Regions from separate parts of the Athene noctua genome. Here region 1 is linked to region 2. A link is a contact called in public Hi-C data. All regions are on one chromosome and are shown on one strand. Each heading gives the region's core, a stretch centred on a gene start, on an enhancer-like site or on the middle of the called end of the contact. The rest is flanking DNA. Distances are from core to core; before and after follow the strand shown.

Region 1 (5,932 bases), core at 2,946-5,445, 170 kb before region 2:
TTCTTTACAATGCCAGCTAGACGATATATTTCCAGGTATAGTGTTGTAACAAACTGCTCCTCTTTCATTTTCTTTCTCCAAATCAAAAAATGTCTTCTGTTCTAGGAACTCCATCCTGCTCTTTCCATAAAGTCTCCCTAGCACAAACTGATGCTATTCTCCCTACTGTGGTAAAACATACTCCATTTCAGAATTCTTTCAGATCTTTTTTCCCCATTGCAAAAGACAGACATGTTTTACTACTTGCTTCAACAGAAGGGCTGTATTTGGATTATGAGACTCTATTTCTTTAACGTAGAGCTGGAGTGTAACTAAGATAAAGCTGAAGATGATGGTTTGATTTATGCTTTTTTTTCAGATAGGATATTAAACCACATTCTTACTGTATTCTTCTGTGTTAAATAGTCATTGAATGTTTCAGTGAACCCAAGAAGGCTGGGAGGCCAAAAGATCACAAAAGGTGGTGTGCACTACATCCTTTCTGTAGTCTGAGCCTGCGTTACCACCAACAAACTGAAAACCAAATTCGGAATTTGTGTAAATGGCAATTCGGTGACATGCTGTGACAGCAGCAGTGAAGAAGGTTGTGTGGCATCACAAGAGCAGAGATAGATTAGCAAGGAGGAGGAGGAAAGGAACAGATTTGCAAAATAATTCACAAACTTTTAATTGTTCAGCTGCCTTTGTACATGCTCAATACCCCAAAATCAAGACTTAAGTTCCTCAAAACTACAGTGGGAGTTCTCAGACCTGAAAGTAAAATACAGTAATCTTTGCTAACATGCTGTGTCATAAAAACTGTGCAAGTGGCCTCTACAGATGCCTCTGTATGGATGAAGAAACAGTTATCAGACAACAGCAGGATGAAGAAAGGAAAAATACATGCCAGGAGACAACATCTGAAGGCCTCCCAACAATTCATAGTGATTTTGGATCAAAAACTGGTAAGCTCAGGAGTCTGAGGAGCTGATGAACCTGTCCAAGGCCTCCAGCACCCACTGGCACCCACGGCAGGTGGTGTAACCCACAACACATCCAAAAAGGCAGCAGCTGCTATAGGTGGGCAAAGGCTACAGGGCAGTATATATAAGCACACCTGCTGAAATGGAAGACCCCATATGTGACCGTGTACAGCTGCCTAGAAGCCTCTGGAGTGTGGGTATGAGCCCCTGTCCCTGAGTGAACTGCTGGGGTTGGCCCTTCTGCTGCTGCTCCAGCCGGGCGACCACGCATGTGTGCACTGCGTGAGGCAGTAACTGCATATACAGTGCAAACAGTTATCTGCAATGAATAACAGCCTAATTAATAAGCAGTGTTCTAATAACCATAGATTGTGATCTGTTTTTTCCCCTGATCCCTGTGATCAGTTTATCCCCTGTCAGTGATATTTACAACACCCAGTACAAAAAAGCCACAAAAATACATAGGTGTTACCTGGATCTTGTAAACATGTATTTTAATCCAGTTACCTGAAGTGCTAAGGCTTGGACAACCAGTCCAAGCCAGAGTTGACCTATAGATGAATCCTGTATATTTTATAACTTAAAGCCATTGTGCTAGTAGGTATTGTACTAAGTTGTAAGAACCCACTTATGCTGATGTAAAAAGTGCTAAAGCATTGAAATACTGAAGCCTGAACAGGCTCCAAGCCGAAGCTGCTAACTTAGTGTGTAATCATGAACAAAGTATGTAAACTCGCTAGTGAAAGATGCAGTTTAGACAAAATATAATCATTAGTGAGGAGAGAATGTCTCCACCTTCCCTTGTTTAGCCTTGTTCAAGGCTGAGAACCCAAGGATCTGGCCTTGTTAGAAACTCCCTTGGTTTCCCCCCCTGAACCCTGGCCAGGCTTTGGGTGGAATCCAACAGAAGAATAAAACGAGAAATTTTCCGCTCAAAACAAAGGTGCCAGCTCTTCTGGCCTGTCGATCTCTGGTCTACAGTGCTGGGCCGGTTTGCAGCGACTTTGGCAGCCTCACCTACGGGTGGAGGCACCGCGTAGGATTTCCCCCTTGCCGGGACAGGCTCTGCAAAGCCTCGCTGTGACCGGGGCTGCCCAGCCACTGCGGGGCTGGGTGATGGTAATATATGCAAGTGGTGATGTATTTTTCTTAATCTCCATTCTCTCTCTCGTGTAGTAATGATTTGATACATTACCCTGTATTCTCCTGTTTGTTGCTTTAAGTGCACTATTCTGCTTTTTCTTACTGCATGTTTCTGTATTACACTGTTACATTACTTGGTTATCACGAGTAAAATACGCCTACTCTTTTCACTCTGGTGTCTGAGTTTAATTGGTATCCTTAATCAGCAAAACACTGCCAAAGACAGCAAAGGTTAGACAACAAAGCTGCTCAGAATCCCTCCCAAAGGCATCCATTATTGCATCTCCTGGTTTTCTAGTGAGCCTTGTATCAGATACATTTTTATAGTATTTTACCACTATCTATGTGTACTGTTTTTGGATGGGATGGAGTGAATTTTCTTCGAAGTCGCTGGTTCGGTGTTTTGGATTTGTGAACAATATGATGTTGAACACAGGGATGTTTTAGCTATTGCTGAACAGTGCTTACACAGGATCAGGAATGTTTCAGTTTTTCACACCGCCTTGCCAGCAACTAGGTTGGGGGTGTGCAAGAAGCTGGAAAGGGACCCAGCTGGGACAGGTGATCCTACTGATATCCCAGGCCATACAATGTCATGCTCAGCAAAACAAGCTGTGGGAAGAAGAAGGAAGGGTGGGACATTAGGAGTTACGGTGCTTGTTTTCCGAAGTAACGTTTATATGTGATGAAGCTCTCGTTTCCTGGAAATGGCTAACCATCTGCCAGATGATGCAAAGTACTGAATCAATTCCTTATTTTCCTTTGCTTGAGCACACAGCTTTCGATTTACCTGTTAAACCGTCTTTATCTTGACCCACAGCTTCTCACTTTGCCCTTCTGATTCTCTTCTCCATCCTGCTGTGAGGAAGTGACCAAGTGGCTGTGTGGGATTGTGGGAATACAATGGAAGATCGGCAAGGAGGACTGCAAAGACGCTCAAGTGACTTGCAGCTGGGGCGCCGATAAAAAAACATGTATCACACTAATTGTTTAGGTCTGTGTGCTTGATGGGTAGAATGTCTGCGCTTAGATAACACAGGCCTGTGAGAGACTCAGAGGCACCTTATTGAACATCCTTGAGATTCCTTCCTGGATGTGGGAAAGATCAAAGTGCAGTGGCAGTGGAAAAGTACGCCTGTGAAAACCCCGGATATATACAGCCAAAAGCAGTCGGCCCAAGATCTGTTCTTGCTCCTCCTTTTCCTGAGTAGCAAGGCCCGAGCTCTGCTGTGCCTGCATCCCCGCTTGTGTGCCTCTGCCCGAGTGTTGCTGCAGAGATCCCTCGGGTCGTGAGGTAACGAGAATAAATTTACTCTTTGCATTTCATCCGTGAATTTGTGGTTGTTCCTGCATCCTGCCTGTGCCAGCTCACACAGGGGCTCAGCTGCATACCAGGGCTAGCCCACAACAACGTGGTAAACCCACGTTGTTCTGATGTCAATTTGCAGAATTACCCAATCTAGAAAAATATAGAAAGACACACCCACATTGGATTTGAAGTACAAGCGAGGCTTGCCTTCCCTTGTCTCGCCCCATGTTTTCGTCTATCTAATACAACAGGCGCAGCCAGACTTAACCGGTATTTTTTGGTTAGAGCTAAATCTGGCTGGGCCGAGATGTTTTGTCTTCGGAAGTGCCAGCGTCTGGGCTTCACTGGCGGACACGGCTCTCCCGGCCGCCTAGGGATGCTCGGCCGTTCCGACGGCTGCCAGCCGGCGGGCCGGGCTAGGCCGCAGGCCCTGCGGGCCGCGAGGCCCGGGAGCCCGCCCCGCGCGGGGGCCGGGGACACGGTCCCGCCCGGCCGCCATGGAAACGGCAACGGCCGCTGACCCGCGCGCGCCAAGCCCTCCCCGCCGGCCTCGCGCCACCCGCCGGCCGAGGACGCCGCGGGGGGCGGGGCCGGTCCCGGGGGCGGGGCCGTGCGCCGCCCGACTGCGGCGCGCGGGCGGCCGGGCCGAGCGCAGCGGGAGGGGGCGTGGTGCCGCCCGCCCGCGCCCGCCCGCGCCCCCGCCCCGGTGTTGTTGTCTCATACGGCCGAGGCCGGCGGCTCTCGCGAGATCGGCGTTGGCGCCGTGACCTCCATGTGAGAGCGGCGGCGCCTGGTAAACACTCCTCGGGGTCGGGAGATGGCTCCCGGCGGCGCCCGTTAGACCTGGCCGCGGTGGCTCCCGCCAGACTCCGCCTCGCCTTGTGCTGCCGCGGGGAGGCCCGCGGCGCGGGCGATCGGGAAGCGGCGGGGGATCGGCTCGGGTCTCCTTCCCTCTCCGCGCCCCTCCGAGCGAGGACGGCGGCCCGCCGGGCGGGGAGGGCTCGCGCCTGTTCCGCGGGATTTGAAAATCCTGCCCCGCTGAGCCGAACAAAGAGCGGGGGAAGCGCCCGGCCCCCTCCCCTTCTTCCTCGTACGCCGCAGACGCGCACCCGGGGAGCGGACCGCTTTCCCACCCCCTGCCCCAGATCTCCCCCCCCCTCCCCGCGGCTGGCGGAGCCACTGGGAGGGCGCGCACCATGTGGATCCAAGTCCGAACCATAGACGGCACCGAGACGCAGACCATCGACGACCTGAGCCGCCTCACTAAGATCGAGTGCCTGCGGGAGAAGATCCAGGAGACCTTTCGCGTAAGCCCCGACCGCCAGCGCCTCTTCTACCGGGGCAAGCAGGTGAGGCGGAAACGCCCCGACCTGGGTGGTGGCGGGCGGGGGCTTTCCCGTCGCCCGCCCCGCGCGTCCCCTCTCGAGCTCGGCTCTTTGTGTGGCCCTGCGCGGAGGTCCTCATCCCCACCCATGTGTCGTCCCCTGCCTCCGGCTTTTGTTTACTCCCGTCCCGTCGGGCCTAGAGGGAGGCGGGGGGCCCGAGGGAGCCAAGGCGTCAGGCGCTGGGAGCCGGCTCCCTCCTGTCCCCCCTCTTCCCCGACGGCGAGCGGGTGCCGGAGAGGCCCCTTTGTGTGTTTATTTTCCCACCTGAACCGCGGGAGGCTCCTCCCCCAGCCCCTGCCTTTATCGCAGCGAAGTGACAGGGCGGCCGGAGGGCTGCCAGGGGGAGGGAGCCCCTCCGCTCTCGCCCTCCCCCGCAGGCCCCGCCGGCGGAGCGCCCGGACCGCGCATCGCCCGCCGAGCCGCGGCGGCCGCCGCCCCGGCCGGACAGGGGCAGAGCCTGTGGCGCGGCGGTACGGCGGGCCGTGTCCGCGGCGGAACGCCGCCCCGCGGCCCGCACGTGGCGGGGGGGGCTGGCGGGGGGGGGGGGGGCGGCGCGAAGTGCGATGTCCCGTCAGGACCCGCTGCGGGGCCGGTACGGCGCGCCCCTCCCCCGGCGTCCGGCGACGCGCCGCGGAGTAACGGTTCTGGGGGCCGCCGGCTGCGAACCCGTCCCACCCGCCCCGGCGGCGCTCGGCCCGGCGGGCTCCCGCGTGGGCGCGGCGGCGGCGCGGGGTTAGTTTGCGCGGGCAGGGCTCGTGCGCGCTGTTCCCCCGGCGCGGGGAGCGGCGTGTCACGGCGGCGGGGGCTGCGGGCAGCCCCGGGGGGCGCTTCATCCGGAGCGGAGCCCGGCGTTACGCTTTCTGTGAGCGGGTGCTTCCCCTCCGGTGCCGGGTAGGTCTCGATCCGAATAGGTTTCCTCAGGCTGTGCCTTTGTTGCTGGAGGGGGTAACCTTTCAGGCTGCGTGGCACGAACTATGAGGTGTACTCAGTGCTCGAGTGGTTAAGCCAGGCAGAACTGTTACCTGACTGCGAGGGTGTCGGATGTGTGGTGTATTTCGGCGAGCGTGGCACTTCAGATTCACCTTACAACAGATGAGTGTTGCAGTGTTCACCTACACGGAGTAACGCAAGGC
Region 2 (5,912 bases), core at 1,581-4,080:
TCCTTGGAAACACAGCGATAGGACAAGACAAACATATGAGCTGCAATACAGGAAATTCGGATTATATTAAGCAAAAAAAGTTTTCACCATGTCTTGGGTTGCAGTGTATTCTATTACCATCCTCATGAGCTGTTGAAATCAATGCAGTGTTTCCTTCCCCCCGCGACTATCTTTCTGCTAATGGCCCATCAATGCGATGCAGCAGGACTCATTATCCCATGTGAGATGCTCCACCCAAAGGGAGAAACCAAGCATTCCATCCTGGCTATAATCTGAGATTCTGAATACCAGAGACACTCTCTTTTCCACTGAATTTCCAGAGGACAGGAGCTACTTAGCCACCAGTGGACTTTTTCTGAGGAAGAGCAGATCTTCTTTCTACAGGATCACCCCTTCAGGGGAACTGCAGCCACCATCCTGATTAACAGGGTATCACCCTGACTCTGTCAGTTTAACCCAGTGTTATCTGCTTATATATATATATATATATATATATATATATATTCCCCCCCTTTTTTATTTCCCTATTAAATTGTTATTCTGACTTGGTGTCTCCCACTAGTTTGTTTTCAAACTAGCAAACACCATGAGTGGTACAGGGACCCAGAGGTGTCATGGAAGGTGAACTCATAAATAGACATCAACTACTGAAATGAGAGTGGCTTCTGACCTCTGCCAAGGGGAGTGAAAGAGATACACTGTTGTACAGCAGAAAGGTCATTTATTGGTCGGAAGCTTGTGGTGCCTAGATATTGCATCAGCAACTAAAGGTGAGGGAAATTAGAGGTTACAACCTTTTTTCATAGTAGCTGTGGTCACATGAGCAAGGTTTTTGTTAGTAGCCAACACTAACCTAAAAGCATAGCCGAAAACATGAAAGGCAGGAAGTGCATGCAGAAAAGCTTACTTAAACCTCAGTAAGAAAAAAATTCTTCATGCCAGCTAGAACATGTCAGCAAATACATAAAACTGTGATGTTATCATGTAACTGTTCTGAGGAAGGCCACTGTCCTTTCTTCCATCTAGAAAGACAGAGGTGCTAAACTACTGGCACTGGAGAATGATGTCAAAGCAGTTTTCCATAGCCACAGCATGGCGAGGGTTAATGTTCTCAGAATATCCAACTACATCCTCAGTCTGATACTTGCACGGAGAGGTGTATGCTTTGGCAATATGGTAGTACAGTCCGGACACATAGTGACCTCACAGAGACTTGTCACCTGAAAGAAGATCAGATGAGGAGAGGTGCTGACTCAATGCTTTCAAGAGTCACTGCCGTGCTTTCTCTTCAACAAGTACTCAGCAGGACTCTTAGAGATCGTATTAGAAAACAATCCTAAATCATCAGTCTTTTGTGCTTTATAACTGACTCGATGAGCAAAGAATGAACCTAATGAGCTGTGAGAAACTGCATTCAACTGCACTGTCGTCTAATAAGCATTTTCTTCATCCCCCCAAAGGCTTGAGGAAGAAGGCAAACAACTTCTTCCATTTCTACTTGTATTAGTGAAACCAAAAGTTCTTTTATGAGGCAGATGAATATGAGTCATTTTAGACACTGCTATTCATAGTGATGTCCTACAGAGATAGAGCTGCATGAGTTTTCTTGGGACTGAAGGTACAGTATAAACAGTACTACTATCATTTAATGTGTAGCCCTGTGCTTACATGACAAGGCAACATGAAAGTTTCCGAGAACAGCAAAATTACAGTGATTAGATGTGTTTCTTTTAAAAAAAAAAATCCTGCGTTTTCAGGTTACATTAATACTGAAAAAAGTCTTTGGCACTTAAAGTGTAAACTAAGTCTTCTTTCAACATAATAGGCACACTTGAAGAAGCACATTTAAAAGGGATTTTAGTTATCTTTTCGTCATTTTTCACTATTTTTTTGACCATAGCAACCAGAAGCTAAAATGAAAGATAATCGGAGATTACTAAAACATATCAAAGCATATCACACAGTTAAAAAAAAAGCCTGACTGATTTATTTTAGCAGCCACATGAACAGTCAACATTACACTGCACCACCAGAAAGTAAATGCATGACATACAGCACTGTGGAGCTTAGTCACTAACATCAACACTACGTTTTTGGAAACATAATCACTTTCATATAGCAGTACTGGTTGGTAAGGGACATGAGAGTGGAGGAGGATAACCGAGTCGACCTAGCAGCTTGCCCTGATAGATACATCATTCCTACGGACCAGGTCTCGCCTGCCAAGTATTGTTGAGGCGAACCGACCGACTTCGTTCGTAAACTCGGGGCTGCGCTTTCCTGACACGTCTCTCGGTAGGTGCCGCGGCCGGTGGAAGGCAACGCCGGCTCCCGGTTCAAGAGCACGCACCGCTCGGGGGCGGCTAGGGCAAGAGGCAGGCAGGGACTGCGGGGCCGGAGTGGCGGAGGAGGCACTCACAGCGCCACCGCTTCCCCCAGTGACACCGCTCAGCCTCTCGCTCTGGAGGCGGGCGGCCCGCACGCCTGTGCCCGAGCCGGGCCGCAGGGCCGCCGCAGGGCCGCCTCACGCCCGGCGACAGCCGCCGACGGCAGCGCCGCGGGCTTCCCGCGCCAGGTGACCACCCTCAGGGCGCGAGAGTCCCCACGTGACCGCCACGCGGCTCCGCACCCCTCAGCGGCCGCCGCGCTCTGCGGGGGCGGGAGCGAGACCCCGGCGCCCGCAGCCGCGTCCCGCCAGGAACCGCCCGCGGCGGCGCCGCCCGCCTCTCGCGCGTGACGCGGGCGCCGCGCCTCTGTCACGTGCTCCCTCCCCTGGTCCACCGCGCGTCCCATCCCGGCGGCGCGCGCTTGCGCAGCCAGCGGCTGTCATCCGCCGCGGAGCGGGGGTCCCGCCGGCGCGGGCGGCGAGAGCTCTGGGGACCCGCGGGCCGGCGCTGCCGGCCTGCGCTGCCGCTGTTCCCCCAGCCTCCTCGGCTTCCTCTGGCTGCTGCCTGCTTAACCCCGTCCCGGAAAGGTGAGGGGCGAGCTCCGGGCTGGGCAGCGACGGGTTTGCGGGGAGGAGGTGTGGGGCGACCTGCCGGCTCGGAGGGACGGCGCGGGGTGTGCGCGGGCCGGGGGCGAGCGGGAGGGTAGGGGAAGGCCGGGACGGGCGAAGGGCTGACGGCGGTGCGCGGTGGGGCAGGGCCGGGGAAAACGCCGGAGTCCGGCCGGGTCGGAGCGCGGGGCTCCGGCGGGTCGGTTAGACGGGCAGCGGCTCGCCGGGCTCGCCCGCTCCAGGGCACGCCGTGGGGGTCGGGTGCGAGGCGCGGAACGGCCGTCGTGCCGGCCGTCAGCCCCCCGCTGGGGTGCGTGAGGGGTCGGGGCGCCCCGCGGCCCGGAGGGAATCCGTCCGGGGACTCCGCGTTGTGAGCGAGTGGTTTTCGGCTGGGACGGGGCTGGGGAAGCGAAACCGGCAGGTGTCGGAAAAATACGGCTCGTGTGTTCTTGGCCAGCCCTTCTAGGCAGGCGGTGGAAGCTCTCCGGGAGACCAGGCGGTTTCCCCGGGTGGTCGGAGTGGATGCGCTGAGTAAAAGAGCGTTGCCTGTCTCCGTGTCTTTTTGGGCATTGGAGGAGTTCTGTGACTTCCCAAACGGTCTCTTTTCATCACAAAGTGTAGCAGCGTTGTTACAGCTCTTTAGTTTCTGCATGTCGTTAAGGCGTTCCTGAAAGTTAACTGTTGTAAAGCGTTAGGAAAAAAAGCTTCAAACTTCTGAGTAAAATAGTTACGCGCCAGTTTCAGAACTGTCTTGTTTACAGTGTTTTCAGAGCCATTTGCGGGATCGGGGCTTTATGCCGCGTTAATAGGCTTCTGTTAATGAGCCTTCACTCTTCTGCAGAAGGACTAGCAATCTGAAATGCTAAGTGTGTACAAAATATTTTTTTCTGATAGTTAACTGTGTTAGGAAAAACACAGGTGTCCATGTGTTTTTCAAAGATTTGTACTAGTTCAGAGCATATCTAGTATTTATCATTTATTAAACTGTGTTCTTTTCTGAGACATCAACAAAACCAGCAATGGAGGTCACCTGGTGGCTACAAAAACAGCGGTGCTGTGATGAAACACTTTTCACAAGAAACTCACTAGCAGTCTAATGCAGGTTATTTTTTGTCACCCTGCAGTGGCTTTTTTGTTAACATTTTTAACGAACCAAAAATGTGAAAATGACTGTGGTATAAAATTTCTTAGGCTTTACCCTTACTTTGCTTGAACTGTGATAACTAACTCATGGTATTGCTTGACAAGAAATACCTTCCAAACACAAGGCAATGGAAAGCACAAGCATGATTTGCTTTTGAGTACTTAAAATGAGGGTAAACTGAACCAGTGGCAGTTCTGCTTATCTTACTCTCAACTTCGGTTTGGAGCAGCGCTGATATTATAGATTGCTGGCAGCTGATGGTTTTCTTTTAGCTGAGTGCAGATACAGATGTGTGTAAGAGCAGTTTCCTTTCTAGGGCCTAACCCAGGAAACTGTCTCATCCAAATAGGCAGACAGGCTTAAATAGCTGTTGGCAGAGTTAGAGCCAATGCATGCAAGGGAAAAACCTTCAGTCAGTGTATGTTTTTAAAAAAATAAATTGACTTGGTCTCTTTTTTTTAAAGGTAAAGATGATGAAATAGGAAAAAAAAAACTTGAAGTACTATAATTTTTAGTGCTTAGTTATTGATGAGCACCACAATCAGGTAGACAGTTCTGCACCAAATCTAAATATACAATTACCACAGTAATGCCTTCAAATCAGAAAATTATGTTGTCAGTTGCTAATTATTAGAATCTTCCTAAGTTATATGAACAAGCACAGTAATTATTAAAAAAAATGATTTCATGCCTAACTTTATTAAAAAATATTGTGTTGAGTAGATTTGGGACTTTCTCAGTTTAAACAGCTCTTGATTGATCTACTTAGTTCTGCAGTTAATTCGCTTTGAAATTCTCAGGTTTTTCTATAGGTGTCTTTTGCTGGGATATGTTTCATCAGCATGATGCTGAGCAAAATGTGAATAGGGTATACAGTGGTGTCAGCTTTGGTCAAATCTGATGTTCTGAAATGTTAAGATTTTAATACCTATTTTGTAAAAAATCTCCATGATCACTTGATAGCTTAATCTTTCATGTATCAGAATGGAAAAGTGACGTGTTTTTGATTTTTGTATAGATTCATAGACTCATATTTTGAAGAACTGCAGTATTTTATACTTGGAAGATAGTAATTGTTGTGTGATTAAATCACATAATGAAGGTGTTCATAACAGTTTGCAGATCCAAATTCCAGAATGCAGAAATATAGTTTCAGATGTGCCATAAATAGCTTTAAGGGGAGAAAGTACATCGTTTTGTTTCTCAGGTTATAGAGACTCTACAGGTTGGGTTTTTTTTTGTCCTGTTCTTGTTCTGTATCTGATAAAGGATTTGCTATATAGTGGTAGGTTGTGAGAAGTAGTATCACTGTTACTGTAGAATATCCCTGAGAAGGATATGTGTGTTTTGATGTTAAGGAGTTGTGAAAGCCAAGGTATAAGGGTATCTTTTGGGAGGAGACCTGTAAAGGCAGTTAATGTGCCCTATAGTTAGGGAGTTTTTTTGAGAAATGCATATGGGCAGAAATGGCAGAACCATTTAAAAGTGTTTAATCAGGAAGCATTTCACATTCAGCACCTGCTGTTTGTATCCCCAGAAGTGTTACAGGCTGCATTAGCAGTAAGTATTTTTCTGAACTTTTAGGTGCTTGTAAATTAACTTTTTAAAAACTGAGGTCTAGGCCAAGCTGCTTTCTGGTCTCCATGAGGCCTACACCCAAATTTGAGAGTGTTGTTAAACCATTGTGTGAATTTATGGTTTACTTGCATCTTGAGTAGTGCTTACAGCTTTGGTACCCCTTTCCCCTGACTAAAAGTAATTTACTGGAACAGG

Evidence for each region. Hi-C and Micro-C count contacts between places; a contact is called where the count stands out from the background.
Region 1: a Hi-C map of heart shows a contact between it and region 2, with 4 times the contacts expected there. The contact joins the promoter of UHRF2 here to the promoter of KDM4C in region 2. A contact is called at or near these places in 2 of 2 Hi-C or Micro-C datasets (heart and liver).

The regions. Positions count from the first base shown.
Region 1 is chrZ:69,461,651-69,467,582 of bAthNoc1.hap1.1, reverse strand. UHRF2 (ubiquitin like with PHD and ring finger domains 2) reads left to right here and starts at 4,195. Exons shown (of 16, transcript XM_074931562.1): 1 at 4,195-4,763. The coding sequence starts at 4,611.
Region 2 is chrZ:69,285,955-69,291,866 of bAthNoc1.hap1.1, reverse strand. KDM4C (lysine demethylase 4C) reads left to right here and starts at 2,830. Exons shown (of 21, transcript XM_074932071.1): 1 at 2,830-2,974.